2 separate regions of the Hordeum vulgare genome follow, and region 1 is linked to region 2. The links are chromatin contacts, called in public Hi-C maps. All regions are on one chromosome and are shown on one strand. Each heading gives the region's core, a stretch centred on a gene start, on an enhancer-like site or on the middle of the called end of the contact. The rest is flanking DNA. Distances are from core to core; before and after follow the strand shown.

Region 1 (3,311 bases), core at 204-2,703, 450 kb after region 2:
AGTGCTTTTCAAAGCCGATTACTCCTATGGGATTATAAATTAAGTAACTACTCGTATGGGATTATCCCAGCTTAAGTTACACATCACAAATATTCCATTTTTGTTGTTGTCTTCAAAATCTTTGATGTTGTCATTTAAAATTCAGTTAGTTGTCACATGTGAATCGTGACACTTATATTCATTCTCTCTTTACTTCATTGACATTTATATCATTCCATTGACACTTATAATGACACATTTATATCATTCCATTGACACTTATAGCAAGTTAGCAAATCATGCAATCTATAAATTGTGTGACAAAATCATGCAATCTGAACAAAATGACTGACCATTACAACCTTTACATGCTCTCTTTATTTACATGCAAAGAGGATCAAATTATATGAACATTACAATCTGTTGTGTGACCATTAAGAAAATTGACCCATCAACTAGAATACTCCTACATCAAACTACTACACCTGAATTTTTTTTGCTCTAACAAAATTTGATCTGAGGCAAGCAGTGGATCTAACTGATTTTTTTTTGCAAGCACTCGCTTTAGTAACAATGTTTTCTGTTTTCAGTTTTTGCAACCAGTGGCTCTAACAGAAATTGATCTGATCGCTATTCTTTTTAACAGTTTTCCGTCTTTAAAGCTTTAGTAACAATGTTTCTAAATACCCATGTTAAATGAGAACAAGCTGACTGAATTAACACAGACACATCAGCTAACTGAACATATCATTGTTGCTTTGTTGATCTTTAGTAACAATCTTGCGTTGTTTCATCACATACTTCTTGTATTGTCGCTGCTATTTGTCATGTTGTTCATCTGATTCTTAACTCTTGATTCAACACAGGAGGTGATGACACCCGATGTTGCTGCCAATCAACAAATTGTTTGTTTATAAACATAATGTAAACAGAAGATTGTTTGTCTATTAACAACAGATTATTAGAAATGATTTGTAAGCATGCTATTATTAGAAATGATTTATAAACATACTGTAAATATGGCCAAATATGCAGATTGTTAACAGCAATTTGTTTCCAAACATGGCCAAGTATGCAGATTGTTAACAACAATTTGTTCCCAAAATTGTTAACAACTCAGAAGGCAAGGCAGTGTACTACAAGCAGCAGTAGAGGCAGGGTAAAGAAGGCCGACAAGAAGCGGGCGAATTGGTGTGGGCCGCCAGCAGCAATAGTTGTCGACGGCGGGAGGGGATTGATGATGGCGATAGCAAGCAACCGCAACCGTAGAAGGAAGCGACGATCGGCGACTTGCCCAAATCCTGCAGCGGCGACCGCAGGCGCGAGGAAGCAGCTGAGGACGCGATTAGGGCGATGAGGGAGGCGTCGTCCGCCGTGGAGGCAAACGCGATCGCCTCCGTGCAAGCGATGACACAGCTCACGCCTTCCTACGAACAGCATAGATAAGCAGGGGCATCGCAGCGATGCAGGTGGACGATGTCACGCTAGGCCCAACAATGGCTCAGCCTAGTTCGTGCCACAGGCAACAATGGAAAGGAAGGAGAGAGGATAATTAGTATCAGGTTTAAAATTTAGAGGTGACATGTTTTTCAAACAAAGGGAGTATCTTTTAGATTTTAATATAAATGGATATATATAATTGTATTTAAAGTATAGATTCACTTGTTTTTGCTTAGTATGTACTCCCTCCGTTCCTAAATATAAGACCTTTTAGAGATTGTACTATAAACTACATACGAATGTACATAGACATATTTTAAAATACAGATTCACTCATTTTGCTCCGTATGTAGTCTCCTAGTGAAATTCCTAAAAGGTCTTATATTTTGAAACGGAGGGAGCAGCTTATACTGAAATCTTTAAAAGAACTTATATTTAGGAATTGAAATTTCTAAAAGGACTTATATTTAGAAATGGATGGAGTACTTTTTTAACATGAAATAGATGTGCATACGAGGAACATAAGAATCTTGCGCAAAAACAATCTTTTGAAACCGTTGAACAACACGGAAGGCTGGACCTGATCGGTCTTTGCGTATAGTGTACACTTGTATACTGTAATATACTTTGGCCTGGATGCTAAGCCTTTAGGGCAGGCAGGATGCACCTGACAGGATGAAGGTCAGGCCCATGTCCATTTTTACAGATTATAGCACTAGACCTAGTAAATTGCACGCTATGCTTGACAAAAATGACTGGCTATGGGATGAAATAATATGGTAGCTATTCTACACAAGATTCTGTAAGACTATATTTACAAGAGACAAAACTAGAAAAGAAAGAATATTCCCCTCGCTAGTTTGGGGTAGAACAATCTGCCGTATCAGTCTTGATAACTCTGGTATTGTAAGAACCACAGGAGCCGCATTTGTGGTACAGCCAATGAAATTGAGATCTCCCTTTTCTTTCACAGTCATTACAAAGAATATCCTGTATGAATAATGAAACAGAATATAAATACAACAGCATATGAAAATAATGAAACCAAGAACAGAAAGTGAATACCTGACACCTATCACGGTATTCCTCAGGAAGCTCTTCGGCAGCCAACAACGCATCAAGCATGCCAAAGTACACCTGTACATAGGCAAATGCAGAAATAAATATTAGTTCAATACGAATCATGTATGTGCTTACAAAATTTAGACAAGCAGCTCACAAGTAACAATCCTTATATTGTGGATATTTTAAGCCACGCAAATAGATTTGTTACATCTACAGCATGTAGCCCACACTCAAGGAATAACTGACCACAGAAGAACATGTCCCTACTATTTTGAGACTACCATGGTAACATTAAAGTATTGGACAAATAGTTTCACAGGAGCTAACTGACCGGAAGCTAGATTTCAAACAAATCAAAATAGAACTGGCAGTTTTCAATTGGCATCTCACATAATGGCAACAATTTAAAATGCTTCCTCTTCTTTTTTCAGATACCAATACCACTGAAGTTTGTGTACATTATATTCAGTCACTCAACATGACTCGAGCAAAATGTCCAACTGTGTATTCCCCAAATACCAAAACAGACTTCAGTTTGCATCTTAGGAACGAGTTTAAATAACAAGACCACAAGTAAAGTCGCCCTCAGGCGTCAGGAATCAGCATTATATTGTCCGTGGAGAATAATCATACAATACAACTGCAGAGATAAAATATTTGATTGTGTACTCTCAAATGGAGGTACAGGCTTCCGGTAAAAAATGTGTCTGTTTCATGCTTTATGAAACATCACTTATCAGCTAGTGGAATGCCCTCTAGTTGAGGAGTAAAGTAGGAGAAATAATAATTTTCACTAAGATATGAACACAAATCATGGGACTCAAGAT
Region 2 (3,261 bases), core at 116-2,615:
GGTCCAGCAACCCAAATTCCTTTACTTTACCTACTGAGAAACTACATCCCAACATATCAACAGAAGAGATAATTCACTGTACCTTATCTAAAACATCCACAATAACACCACTTGTGGATTATGACATTGGCATTTTTACCAATCAGAGAAGAGAAGAAATGCGACCAATGCACAAGAACACTTAAAACATCTCAACGCTACAATGAAGCAAAATTGAACTGTTACCTACAATTTCATAAAAAAAAAAAAAGACCTTCATAGACCATTAACCATGTACATAACAGGACTGTTACACCCCACTAAGGATCATAACCTTGGTACAATTAGCAATCCTACAAGCCCCATAACCAAATTCCTTAACTTTAACTACTCACCAACTCCATCGCAACACATCATCTAAAGAGATACTACTATACTGAACTTCATCTAAAATGTTCCACCATAACACAGTTCTGAGTTATGAAGCAGAGATTTTTAGCCATTCGCATAAGAAAGAAACGCGATCAGAACATCGGAGAACAAAAGAGATGATCACATCTGAATCCCTTCCCATTTGAATCTTCGCCATATCAGCATTCACCTCTGCGAGAAAACAGGCGCATCTTCAGAGCCAAACCAAAAAAAAAGGGGACGGAATTGCAATAACAAATCAAACGATCCCTTGTTCCTTACCTCCTCGATCTTGTACGAGTCCGGCGTCACATCCACTAGGCACAATCCAGGGCACAGCGACTGCAATTCGAAAAAGAATCAAAAAACGCGAATAAGAAGCCAAATTCAAACACCGAAAACTTGGCAATTACAAACGCAGGTCCGATCCTTACATCGAGCTGTCGCTGCACCGGGCGAGGGCGCTTCTTGGGCCGGCGCGGGGGCCGCGTACCGCGGAAGAAGACGAAGTCCTGGGCGATCTCCTCCTTGGACAGCACGATGGAAAACACCCGCTTCTTGGTCTCCGCAGGCCGCGCCGGCGCATGCTCCGCCGCAGCATCGGCCGCGGCTTCCGGTACGGAAGCACCTGGCGCGGCAGTGGCGGAGCGACGGGTGCGGAGGTTCCATGGCCGCTGAGGGGGGCGTTGGGGCGAACCGCTTCCGGCGCCGCCATCCGTGGAACGGCGAGCCTTCTCCTTGTCCGGGGACGGGGTGTCAGGAGGCGGGGGCGGAGGCGCCGAGGCGGGGCTCTTGGAGCATCGGAGGAGGCGGTGGGTGCCCCAGCTGAGCGTGGGGAAGGAGAAGCTGTGGAGCCGCGTGCGGTGCGGCTGCGCGGGAGCCGGGGCGTCCGAGGGAGACGGCGAGAGGTTTGCGACGCGGCGGCGGTCGTGGTCGTCGTCTGCTGCGGCGGCCATGAAGACCATAGGAGGGAGGGAGGGAGGGGCGGGCGGCTAGCGCGTGGGAGGAGGGAGGGAGGGAGGGAGGGAAAGAAGGGGGCGGAAGGAAGCGAGGAAGGCGAGACGGGGGGGATGAGGACTAGGGAGAAAGAAAGGTGGGATTTTTAAAACGGGGAAAGGGCAGTTTCTTCCTTTGTTTTCCGGAGTACTCCTGCCTGGGATTATTTTGGGTGTAATTCTAATTCGCTGCGGGGCTCCTTCCAGAGAATTGCGTGTGCGTTGGAGGTAGGTCTCTCGCCCTCGCCCTCGCCCTCGCCTTTGGTGTGACGCACGGCGGATGTGGCGCGAGAGGGCGGCGGTCGCCTTCCTTCCTCCCCCACTCTCTCTCTCTCCCCGTCGGGTGCGGGGGTTAACGGACGTGGTGGTGGTGCCATCACGTGTTCGCGGGTAGCGGCGGGCCGAGCCGCCGCCATCAGACATTCAGACGTAACGCCGTGGCCCACGTATCCAGCCCATCCTGTCTCTCGATCGGTGCCTCTTTCGGTCTTTTTTTTTAGGGAAAATTGTATTTGCCGCTGAAACCTGTGCCGAGACGTTCGCACAGAGCGGGCGGGAGATTGGGCAGGCCCAGTAGCGAGGGTGCCGGTTTTGGAAACCTTCTAGAGGTTTCAACCGATTTTTTTCGGTTTTGGGAAACTTTTAGAAGGTTTCCTGAACCGTTTTTTTTATTTTTCTGTTTTTCCTGTTTTTTTTTTCTGTTTCTGTTTTAAAATTGTTCTGGATTTTGAAAAAATGTTCTGGAATTTGGAAAAATGATTTGGAATATGAAAAAATGTTCTGGAATTTTAAAAAATATTCAAGATTTTAGAAAAATGTCCCGGAATTTGTAAAAATGTTTCAGGTTTTGAAAAAATGTTTCAGAATTTGAAAAATAAAATCTTCCCGAATTTAAAAAATATTTCGGAATTTAAAAATGTTCAAGATTTTGAAAAAATGTTCCGGATTTTGAAAAAATACTCTGGAATTTGAAAAAATGTTCCATAATTTAAAAAATGTTCCGAAATGTAAAAGATATTATGGAATTCAAAAAATGTTCTGAAATTTCAAAAATTGTTATTCAAATTCGAAAAATGTTTATTGCTTTTAGAAAAATGTTCTAGATTTTCAAAAAAATATTCTGGGTTTCAAAAAAAAAAGCAGAAAAGGAAAAAAACTACATTCATTGTGCACCTACTAGGCCGGCCCAGTCGGGGGGTCGCCCTGTGCGAAGCCCCAACTGGTTGCCGCAGTGAGCGGCGAATAGGAGGTCCCTTTTTTAGGTGCTTTATTCAAAAATTTAAAGTTCGAAATCTCATCCGAAATTATATCAAGGACATAGTTCGGGGTGTCCCAAACCAAATCTTACAAGGTTCATCATCTATATTTACTTTGGACAGACATATCCACACAATTCGTTCCTACCTGGTTGCTATCATCCCCGTCTATGCAATAGTTATTGAGCCTAATAACCAACTAAACCACCTTCTATTATTATCTATTATAGATAAGCAATGTTATTTTAACCTCTCTTATTTTTGTCATATCAGAAAAAATAATAAAGTTTGGCTTGATAATTTTGGCATACCAGCATGATAAATATAGTATGAGTAACATGATAATTATACCATAATAAGGCTAGTAACTACAGTACGTGAAGGTTAAATCATGGGACAGTATGGTAATTTAACACATAAATTACCGATGAATTATTTAAAAAAAAAATTCCTTGGACAAAAGATACCATGGTGTTTAAACATACTCCCTTCATTTTTGTATACAAGACCACAAACTCATATTACAAGTACCAAGACAAAAGTTAATGTCTAAGTCAATGTTTCAAGACAATTTGTTTCCTTGTTTTCCATGTAAATTAATGTATATTTTTTTCTCATGC

What was found. A called contact is a pair of places that touch in the nucleus more often than the background predicts.
Region 1: a contact with region 2 is called in a Hi-C map of seedling, with 5 times the contacts expected there. The contact joins the enhancer-like site here to the promoter of LOC123440113 in region 2. A contact is called at or near these places in 2 of 6 Hi-C or Micro-C datasets (leaf and seedling) and 1 of 1 datasets of contacts at active chromatin or transcription factors (embryo).

Annotation. Positions count from the first base shown.
Region 1 is chr3H:441,716,063-441,719,373 of MorexV3_pseudomolecules_assembly, forward strand. LOC123444148 (zinc finger protein BRUTUS-like) reads right to left here. Exons shown (of 14, transcript XM_045120772.1): 13 at 2,485-2,556; 14 at 1,950-2,409. The coding sequence ends at 2,275. Among protein-coding and RNA genes, the nearest start is that of LOC123444148, 14 kb to the right of the region's middle. Within about 2 kb of position 1,454, at least 1 of the 3 cell types and tissues checked has open chromatin away from gene starts, as enhancers often do. A contact at or near this core is called in seedling, where this site is marked.
Region 2 is chr3H:441,270,254-441,273,514 of MorexV3_pseudomolecules_assembly, forward strand. LOC123440113 reads right to left here and starts at 1,366. Exons shown (of 3, transcript XM_045116691.1): 1 at 825-1,366; 2 at 673-732; 3 at 160-582. The coding sequence starts at 1,355. The coding sequence ends at 577.